Regions from separate parts of the Gossypium hirsutum genome. Here region 2 is linked to region 1. A link is a contact called in public Hi-C data. All regions are on one chromosome and are shown on one strand. The core of a region is the stretch at or near the end of the contact, and the rest is flanking DNA. Distances in the headings are between cores, read along the strand shown. Region 1 holds the start of LOC107959503 (glutamine--fructose-6-phosphate aminotransferase [isomerizing] 2). Region 2 holds the start of LOC107959510 (phosphoglucan phosphatase DSP4, amyloplastic).

Region 1 (5,142 bases), core at 1,258-3,757:
ATTTGAAATAAAATTTTGAATTATTTTACATATAAAAATAATAATGGCATTCAAAATAATTATTTGATTTTATAATATTAAAATTTACTATACCCACAATGTACGGGGAAAAAATAAATATTTGACATATAAAAATTATATTTATAAAAATAATTATATTTGAAATAATTAATTCAAATTTTATAATATTAAAATTTACCATACCCACAATGTAGGTGAAAAAAATAAATATTTCACATATAAAAATTATATTTATTGAAAATAATGATATTGAAAATAATTAATTAATTTTTATATTAGAATTTACCGTACCCACAGTATAGGTTTAATTTTATAATATTAGAATTTGCCATACTTATAATGGACAAAATAAATATTTGACATATAAAAACGATATACAAAAAAATTAGTTGATGTCTTTAAAAAATAAAATACATTTAACGGTAATGATATATATAAAATATTTTTTCATTATACAACTACATATTTATTATTTTGTCTATATAAATAAAGAAATTATTAATTAAAAACAGGAAAAAAAATAAAATATAAAACTTAAAAACTTGAAAATAATCTGTTTATTAATAAAACTTGAAACAATATGCATTAAAAAAGAAGGATAAACTATTAAAATAGTCACTTTTGTTTGCCTCATGTTACATTTTTATCACTTATATTTGAAATGTTACGTTTTAGTCAATTACGTTATCGTGTTGTAACATTTTAGTCACTGAACCATTTATTACCGTTAACGGTGTAACGGTAAGCTGATATGACACGTTAAATCATAATTTTAAACGAATATTTTAGGTTACATTTTACAATTGGTCTTTATATTTTTTTCATTTTGAGCAATTTAATTTTTTTCTTTTATGTTCTTTTAACTTTTTTCTTTATTTTCCATTCTCTTCTGCTCCTCCCTTTGTTTTCCTACATTTTTCATTTCTTTTAATGTAGTTTTTCTATATTTTTCATTTGTTAAAATTAGTCTACAAGCTTGTCTCACTCGAAAAAAATTAAATTGTTCAAAAAAATGAAGGTATAGGGACTAGTTTTAACAAATAACAAACATAGAAAAACTACATTAAAAGAAATGGAGAAGGGAGAAAAACAGAGGGAGAAGTAGAAGAGAATGAAAAATAAAGAAAAAAAAGGAAAGTTAAAAGAATATAAAAGAAAATTTTAAATTGCTCAAAACAAAAAAATATGAGGATCGGATGTATAAATTAACTTAAAATTTTTGTTTGAAATGATGATTTAGCGTGCTACATTAGCTTATCATTACACCGTTAACGATAATTAACAACTTAGTGACTAAAATGTTACAATACGATAACGTTAGTGACTAAAACGTAATATTTTAAACATAAGTGACTAAAATATAAACTAAGGTAAATAAAAGTGACTATTTTAATAGATCCAAAAAAAATAAACAAAGATGGGAGAAGAGCGCGTTTAATATAAAACGGTTTGCCAAAAATGGACTAGAGTTTAGCCCTTGTCACAGAACTGTCAGAGGCAATTTGCCAAAAATAGATAAAACGAAAATGGTTACTAGGTTAAGAAAAAAATTAACCCTGACTTCTGAACAAAATAACAACTATGCCGTTTCCGCTAATCAAAAAATCCCAAATTATTTTTGGGTAAACTCCCAAAATAATCACTTTTATTTGCCTCAAGTTATATTTTAGTCACTTATGTTTGAAATGTTACGTTTTAGTCACTAAGCCGTTAATTGCCATTAACAGTGTAATGGTAAGCTAATGTGGCATGTTTTATCAAGTTATATTTTAGCCATTTATTTTTAAAATGTTACATTTTAGTCACTTATATTATTGCACTGAGTCGTTAACTGCCGTTAATGGTACAAGATAAGCTAACGTGACACGTTAAATAATTATTTAGAACAAAAATTTTATGTTAAATTCTACAATTGGTTCCTATATTTTTTTATTTTGAGTAATTTAATTTTTCTTTTATGTTCTTTTTAACTTTCATTTTTTTTATTCTCTTCTGCTTCTCCCTCTGTTTTCCTCCATTCTTCATTTCCTTTAATGTAGTTCTTTTTTATGTTTTTCATTTGTTGAAACTAGTCTACAAGCTCGCCTCACTCAAAAAAAATTAAATTGTTTAAAAAAATAAAAGTACAGGAACTAGATTTAGCAAATAGAAAATATAGAAAAACTACGTTAAAACAGCAAAAAAAGGTAAGAAAACAGAAGGAAAAACAAAAGATAATGGAAAATAAAAAAAAAAGTAAAGTTAAAAAACATAAAAGAAAAAAATTAAATTACTTAAAATGAACAAATAAGGGGACCATTTGTACAAATTAACTTAAAATTTTTGTTCTAAATAATTATTTAACTGTCTGGTTAATTTATCTTGTACCATTAACGACAATTAATAACTCAGTGTAATAATATAAATGATTAAAATGTAATATTTTAAAAATAAATGATTAAAATATAACTGGATAAAATGTTAACTGTTTTGATAGTTTAGAAAAAATCAAAAGAGCAAAAGTCAAAAGTCAAAAGTCAAAATTATATGCATCTGATCTCTCCCAGAAAAACTGAGGGGAACAAAGATCGAATCAGAACCCAGAACATTTTTGTCCTTCTTTCCTCAGAATTTTGATTTATTTCTCCAATTGGAAAATTTGAGTAAAGGAAATGTGTGGAATATTTGCGTATTTGAATTACAACGTTAACAGAGAAAGAAGGTATATTCTTCAAGTTCTCTTCAATGGCCTTCGTCGTCTCGAGTATCGAGGCTACGATTCCGCTGGAATTTCCATCGATGACTACTTCTCAGTTTCTCGCAATCCAAACACCCCTCAACCATCCTCCATCAATTCTCTTTCTTCTTCCCCTCTCGTTTTCCGCCAGGAAGGCAACATCGAGTCCCTCGTCAAATCCGTTTACCAAGGTAACCTATTAACTCTTCGATTTCTCTTTCAGAGTTCTGATTTTTCGGATTTTCTCGGTTCTAAGAAAAAAGGACTCAGCCTGAGTACTTAACCGTGTCGACCTGTCGGCTTGTGCAGACAACCTTGTTCTACTTGCTTCTTAATCGGTTATATTAAATTCGTCCTTTTCTCAGCGCCGAGTCGGGTCAAGTTAGGCTTACAAGACCAGGTTTGGTGGGTCCAGTAGTGGTAGCAACTTAAAGGAAAAGTAAAGAGCAGGAAGGGAGGCTCTTATTGTAATTAGTTTATATACATACATCACTTTTTATGAATTATATTTTACCTATTCGATCATTGTAATTCTACTCTAAAAATGGATTTGATATATCTCTCCCGTATCATTGATTGAAAATATTATCTTTTATTTGTATATATTTAAGGGTTGAATGTTTTACAATTCAAAAAATAGTTATAAATTTGTAATTTACTCAAAGCTCAATTCATCTACATGAATAGACTATTAAGTATAACAGTTGGATTGTTAAAATTGTTAATTATATACAAAGTTATGAAAATGTGTAAATGTGTAAGTTGATCCTTCATATACATATCGTTAATTATTATTACTTTAATTTCCACGGGGTTAGCTGAAGCTGAAATGTAAGTTAATTAATTAAATAGTTCAATTTATTTTTACTTGTATTTTTATTTTTAATAATTCTTGGAACATATTATACATTCATTGCAGCAGCATATCTTATAATGGAAGTATATGACTTGTTTATCAGTGAATCAAAATGTTATTTTAATTGTTTCTCACAATTTAATTATCACTTTTTATGAGAAGAATTCATTTTGAGTGAAAAAGCTGTAGTTCTCTTATGTTCTTTATCTGTAGTATGTGAATATTAGAAAGAAGACGAAGAAGAAGAAGAAAAAGAAAAAGACTTGTTTGCCTCCAATGGCCACTTTTATTTATTTAATTGTGTTTCCATAGGCTTAGTGGTTGAATTAATGGTGGTTTTGGTACTTTCAGAGGTAGCTGCAACAGAGTTGAACTTGGAGGAATCCTTTACTACCCATGCTGGTATAGCACACACCAGATGGGCTACCCATGGGGTGCCTGCTCCAAGGAATAGTCATCCTCAGACTTCTGGCTCTGGGAATGACTTCTTGGTTGTTCACAATGGTGTTATCACTAATTATGAGGTTTGCTTAAATTTTTAGTGACGATGTTTCTCATTTTCTTACCTAAACTCTCTTATGCATTCTTGATGAATTTGCAACCTAGGCTTCTATACTGCAATTGTTGATTATTTAACATTTTATTTTAGAGGATAAAATATTACATGTGTATAAGGTAAGCAACTGATAGATGGATTGATAGATATCTGTCCAGTTATGTTTGAATGTACCACTAGCGCTCATTTTCTCTACCTTAATCTTCTCCCTCTGTTCTTGCAACATCCTCACCACAACTCATCTTTATGCTTTGATAGTGGTCTAGTTCCTACAATAAACCTTGCAAGAGACTCAAATATCCTATAACAGATCAATTCCTTTATTTGGTTGCTGAAATGTTTGTCTTAATTTCATATATTTGTGCAACGTCATTGATCTTGGAATAGGTCTGCTTAATAGCATCCCAAATTTCCTTTGGCAAAAGGAAGAAACATACATGAATCACTAATCTCTAGAAGCATCGAATTCTATAACAGGACATCACCATGGAGTCTTGTTCATACTATGCTTGGAATTTAGGTTTTTTTGGGTGGCCTTTGCCCAACATGTGACTCAATTTCCCTCAACTCTTCAAGAATGTACGAACCAATTGTGACCATTTCATATGATTCTCACCATTCAATCAATAAGCAGGTCGAATGTTTTGCAACTCTTCAGTGATTGAAACTATAGTGGGTTGGATCATGGTAGTGTCGTGGCATGGCTAGTTTCAGTGGAACTTAACATAATTTCTTAGAATAGTAATAGCAAAGGGAAAGAGAGGGCTTTGGAAGAAGAGGAACAAAGGGATAGGAATTCTACCAGTAGAAAAAAGAAATTAGAAGGGAAAAGAATTTACTCAGGAAAGAACCAATGATATCTGATATTGTGTAGAAAATTTATCTATAGAAATTCTTCATTCAGTACTGAAAAAAATGCTTTTACAATCTCTTATATATACACACCTTAAACCTTATCAAATTAAGTAATCTTATCAGTAACTAACTATTTAA
Region 2 (5,142 bases), core at 747-3,246, 140 kb before region 1:
AGACCTCTGAGCTCCGGCCCTGGGCCGATCCGCTTCGTTCATCGGACCTCCGTGTTCAGCCCCATGCGCATCACCAACTCCGCCACACACGGTGGTCGGGATCCGAAAAGCTTCGCTTTTTGCGACGAATCTAAAGGTACATCTTTCTCCTCTATTTTTCAATGTATTATATGCATGAACTTGTGATAAAGAGAATGAAACAGAAATAAAAAATATATATATCACCTTCGTTTCCTGTAAAAATCTCTGGTGTATTATTGCAAAAATATTCTGTGTACAGTATTTTTGGTATATCTCTCTGGTGTTTTTTTTCTCTATGCGTGTGTAAGTTTTTCTTGTGTAAGTCCTTTCTACAGATTGAAAAGAAGGCTTTGTAGCCTCGATAAACCACTACAAGTTTTGGAAAGAAATCTCTGATTTCTTTCCGTATTCGCTTCGCATGTCTGTTGTGATTTTCTTTCCTTTTCTTGCAGGCGAATCGCAAGGATTTCGTTCGAGCACCAATGACTGCGCGCTGATGGGGCCAGTGTTGGATTGTAGCGCATGACAATTCTGGCGTGATTCGGGCGCCGATGGTGGCGCGATGCATGGTGGCGAAGTCGAGGAGTCACAGCGCACTGATGAAGGCGACGATTGGGCCATTGGACCTGAAAAGTCGTGACATTTGGAACCTCAAAGCATCTAGAATCCCCCTTTGCGGCGCCTAACTTCTCAGGAAACCCTAGGGTTTCCTGATCCGTTTACTGCTTTGGGCCTTTTGGGCCCCGTGTATCCTTAGGTCAAGGATATTGGATCATCCGGCGTAGATGGGTCTGAGTGTTTAAATCTGGGCTTGGGTGTAATGGGTTGTCGGGTTTGAAGCTTAAATGTTTGGGCCGCAACTGTTTGGGCTCTATAATGGGTTATGGGGTTAAGTGTTTTTTTTGTACACGGACTATTTAATGGACTTTTAAAATAAATATTTATTTATTCATTTATTATTTTTTTGGTTTTAAGGCCCGGGTAGATTTGGACTATTACAATGCCATAAAGACTTTTTTTTTCATATTACGCCACAAAGGCTTTTCTTTCATAACATGTTTACGATATAGATTTGCCTAACTTACGTTATGTGAGGTTTGCCCATCATCATCGTGGGACATGCAGGGAACCCCACTGGGTAATAACCTTCCTTTAGTTCCTCTTCAGAGGGTGGAATGGTCATGGCTTTTCTTTCAATATTCATATCAGGGATCGTGTTTTTAGCCTCGACAAACCCCTTTAGACAACACTGCGGTTAATAGATATAGACTTACTTAACAAAGTCTTCATATACTGAATCTTATAGAAAGGCTACGAAAAATATTTTTAAAAAAAAACTGAATTTTACAATAAACTTAGCTATATTGCGACTCTTATAGAAAAGACTTGACTGTATGGAACATAACTTAACTCAAATCGAACCAAACCCGTTTTATCTAAACTTGTAACCTTAGAGGATGAAATTGCAACGTCTTTAACTCAATAATAAATAAAGGCATAATGAGAGTTTTTGGCCCTCAAACTTTACAAAAGTCATTTTAGCCTTCCATTTGTGTTTTTTTTATTATGTTAAATTACCTTAAAATAGATAGAAAAGTTAACTTTACTGACATAGAAGACACGTGGACTGTCACACCAAAATTTAATTAATTTTTAAAATTAATTAAATATTAACATGTCATCCACCTAATAATTCACTTATATGTCACATCAACAAAGTTAAAAAAACGTAAATTTTTTTCTCCATTTTGAGTGATTTGACAAAAAAATACAAATTAAAAAAATTTTAAAAAGATAAAAAATTAAATGAAAAATTAAAATATTTTTTTTTATAAAAATTAAAAAACAAATCATTATCACATAAATAAATGATGGAGATCTACGATTCTAGGAATGTGGACCCGACCGATCGGTCCGAATGGCATACTTGAGATTCTTTAAAAAATCATTACTCTTTTTAAAATTTCCCAAACCAACAAACTGTCTATAAAAGCCACCAAAAATAAATGAATAATTGAATAAAACTAAATCACAACTGTAACTAAGATTTTTTTCTTGGTGTCATCTCCAAAGATCTTTTTTCTTCTCGTCTGATCATCACAATGAATTGTCTTCAGAATCTTCCGAGGTCTGATCAAAATCTTTTCTTTTCAATTCTTTTTAATATCCAATCTTTATTTGTCTCAGAATCTAATCTAAAAAGCTTGCTAAAAGTTTGTTGTTTGGAATAGTTTCAGATCCTATGCCTTGCCATTTCAAGGTTTCAAGTGCAATCCAAGAAAACTACTTTCTTGTTCCCTTAACATGATGGTACATTTCCAGGTTTTACCTCTTTATCCCTGAATTTGTTGTATAGTTTTATCATTCCATATTAGCGATATCCACTGGATTTATCTTTTCGTTCTTTGCTTGTTGAATTTTGTGATTTAATGTAGGGTGGGATGAACTCGAGTAATGTACCGCGGAGTATGGTAGTTAAGGTAACTTAATTATCTGTGAATTTCGGATTCGTTTCCTGGGCTTTCGTTAGAATTTTAGTATTAGCATCAGGGATTTGTTGTTTTGCGGTAGATTCTAATATTTCTTTTCGTTGTTTTGCTCTATTTGTTGTAGTTTTCTAAAGAGACAGTTCCTTAACTTTTCTTCTTGGATTAAGATATTATGTGTTTTTTGCGTTTTGATACTTTACTCTTTAGTATTTGTGGATGGATGGATGGATGGTATTCTTCCATTGGAACAAGGTAAATAACATGTTTCACTTACAAGTCATTATTAGAAACTTTTTATGGTAGGAAATACGAAGTTTACGGAAAGATCTTTTTAAGTAAAAATAATTGATTAAGCTGCTGTATATGTTTGAGATTCTTTTCATAATCATAATCATAAATGATAAAATGTCGATGCCAATGTTGCAACTTGAGACTGACCTGCATTAAATTTTAAACCAGGGGATGTAGTAATTTTTATTTGCATTTATCATATACCACGTTAAACCAAAATGATCTACACTCTTTCTAAAAACATGTATAGCATTTGACAGTTGCACCGAAATGTACCAGGAAGTTCAATAACTTTTTGGTAGTTCATACATGATTGAATTATTGGTATTATGATGAAAAAGGTGTCTCTGCATGCGGCTTAACATGCTGCTTGATTGACTTTGAACCTAGATTTGTTGGCTAATTTATTTTTTGACAGGCAATTCCTGGTTCCACATCAAGTGAGAAAACGAGTAACTCTGACTCAGAGGGGAAAAAATCTGAGACATATAGTCATGATATGACAGAAGCTATGGGCGCTGGTAAGTTCACTTGTGTGTTGCTTTTGCTTTAAGTTTGAGGATGGCTTTTAGGTGCATTTTTCGTGTCCAGGGCTCAGACTCATGTCTTTTGATGCGAGATTCAAAAAATAAGCTAAACCTTACTGTAATGTCTCATAATAGCAGGCAGATCTTCATATGAAGTCTCAACATGAAAACTCAATATTCTGGTGTAGTGGTATTCTTGCTTTGGTGGTCACTGTATTATATAGTTTGGTTGCTTTCTTTGTTTAGTCATTTTTAATCATTTCTTCATGTGGTTTTCTGCAGTTTTGACCTATAGGCATGAATTGGGAATGAACTACAACTTTATCCGTCCAGACCTAATTGTGGGCTCATGTCTGCAGGTAATTCTCATTTCTAAGTGAATAATAGTAGAAAATTTCCCCTTAAATGGTCACCCAAAGTTAAAATTTTTCTTTCTCTTTAAATCAACAGACTCCTGAAGACGTTGACAAGTTACGAAAGATCGGAGTTAAAACGATATTTTGCTTGCAGCAAGACCCAGATTTGGAGTATCCTAGACACTATTGTCATTGAAGTTCTATCTAAATTTATGATTTGAAGAACAAAAGTAACTAATTTCTCTTACATATTTTCACATGCATGATTATTTGTTGGTAACATTTGAACATGTAATTGACAAGAAGGTTGAGGAATTAAGTGCTGTATTTCCTTTACTAGAATTTCCAGATATTTTGGGGTCGATATTGGCACCATTCGAGATTATGCCAAGAAATGTGGTGATATTGAACACATACGTGCTCAAATAAGGTCAGACATCAAAATTGACTGATACACTATATTAAGTTTTCACTGTGAACAACATCTGTAAAGTTATTTGTGAAACTAGTGATTAGTATTTTGTTTTCATAGCAATTTTTATGTGTCACTAATACATTAACGAGTGATTTGGAGTCCTTTTTGTTGTTAATCTAGTTGGGTTGATATTGGATGAAGCAGGGACTTCGATGCATTTGATTTACGGATGAGGCTTCCGGCTGTGGTTAGTATATTGCATAAGGCCGTAAATCGGAATGGAGGTGTAACATATATCCATTGTACCGCTGGACTTGGAAGAGCTCCTGCTGTTGCGGTATTGAACTTATTTTTATTTGTCTGAAATGTCTTTCCATACAGATTTTATAGCTAAACCTTGATGAAATGAGCTGTGTTTTTGTTCCTCTAATTTATCTTAATACTGATCTGTACATTTTTGTTGTTACTAATTACAGTTGGCATACATGTTCTGGGTTCAAGGCTATAAACTTAGCGAAGCTCACAGAGAACTGCTGGTATCTTTGCCTTTGTTTCCATGCTTTTCTTTTCGGGTCAATTCAATTTTGGGTGCCTGGATTTGTTTCTACCATTTTAGGGTTGACTTTATCCTTGAATAAATATTCATAAGAATGATGCTTCTCAATCAACTAGTACATTCAGTGATTACTGTGATTGTTTTTGCAATGGCAGCCATTTGGTTGAGAGTTCCTTGATTTAAGTGGCACCAATCTAGATTCTAGGATCTAAGTTTTGGTGTCTGAACAGCTTGCTTTACCGTTATAACAATAAGCACTCCCTTCATTTTTTGTCCCTCCTTTCAAAGAAACAGGCACCAATCTGATCCCTATCATAGAAGTAATTTCAGGTTAGAAGTTAGTTTATGTCAATTCTGGAAATAATTTTGGAAGACATTAAACTGGTGGGATAGTAACCTCTAGACTTATTCCTTTTTTCCCCTCTAGACTTATTCCTTTTTTCCCTCTCTCTTTTTCTTTGTTAAAGATTAAAGAGGGTTTTGCATT

The links. A called contact is a pair of places that touch in the nucleus more often than the background predicts.
Region 2: a contact with region 1 is called in a Hi-C map of leaf, with 2.7 times the contacts expected there. The contact joins the promoter of LOC107959510 here to the promoter of LOC107959503 in region 1. A contact is called at or near these places in 3 of 34 Hi-C or Micro-C datasets (all in leaf).

The regions. Positions count from the first base shown.
Region 1 is chrA05:107,593,597-107,598,738 of Gossypium_hirsutum_v2.1, reverse strand. LOC107959503 (glutamine--fructose-6-phosphate aminotransferase [isomerizing] 2) reads left to right here and starts at 2,507. Exons shown (of 15, transcript XR_005927597.1): 1 at 2,507-2,928; 2 at 3,945-4,117.
Region 2 is chrA05:107,737,099-107,742,240 of Gossypium_hirsutum_v2.1, reverse strand. It overlaps LOC107959510 (phosphoglucan phosphatase DSP4, amyloplastic), which reads left to right and starts at 1,996. Exons shown (of 14, transcript XM_016895581.2): 1 at 1,996-2,149; 2 at 2,259-2,343; 3 at 2,457-2,501; 4 at 3,220-3,322; 5 at 3,611-3,687; 6 at 3,779-3,855; 7 at 4,034-4,114; 8 at 4,304-4,436; 9 at 4,576-4,635. The coding sequence starts at 2,124. LOC107959511 (a long non-coding RNA gene) reads left to right here. Exons shown (of 2, transcript XR_001700830.2): 1 at 1-136; 2 at 474-973.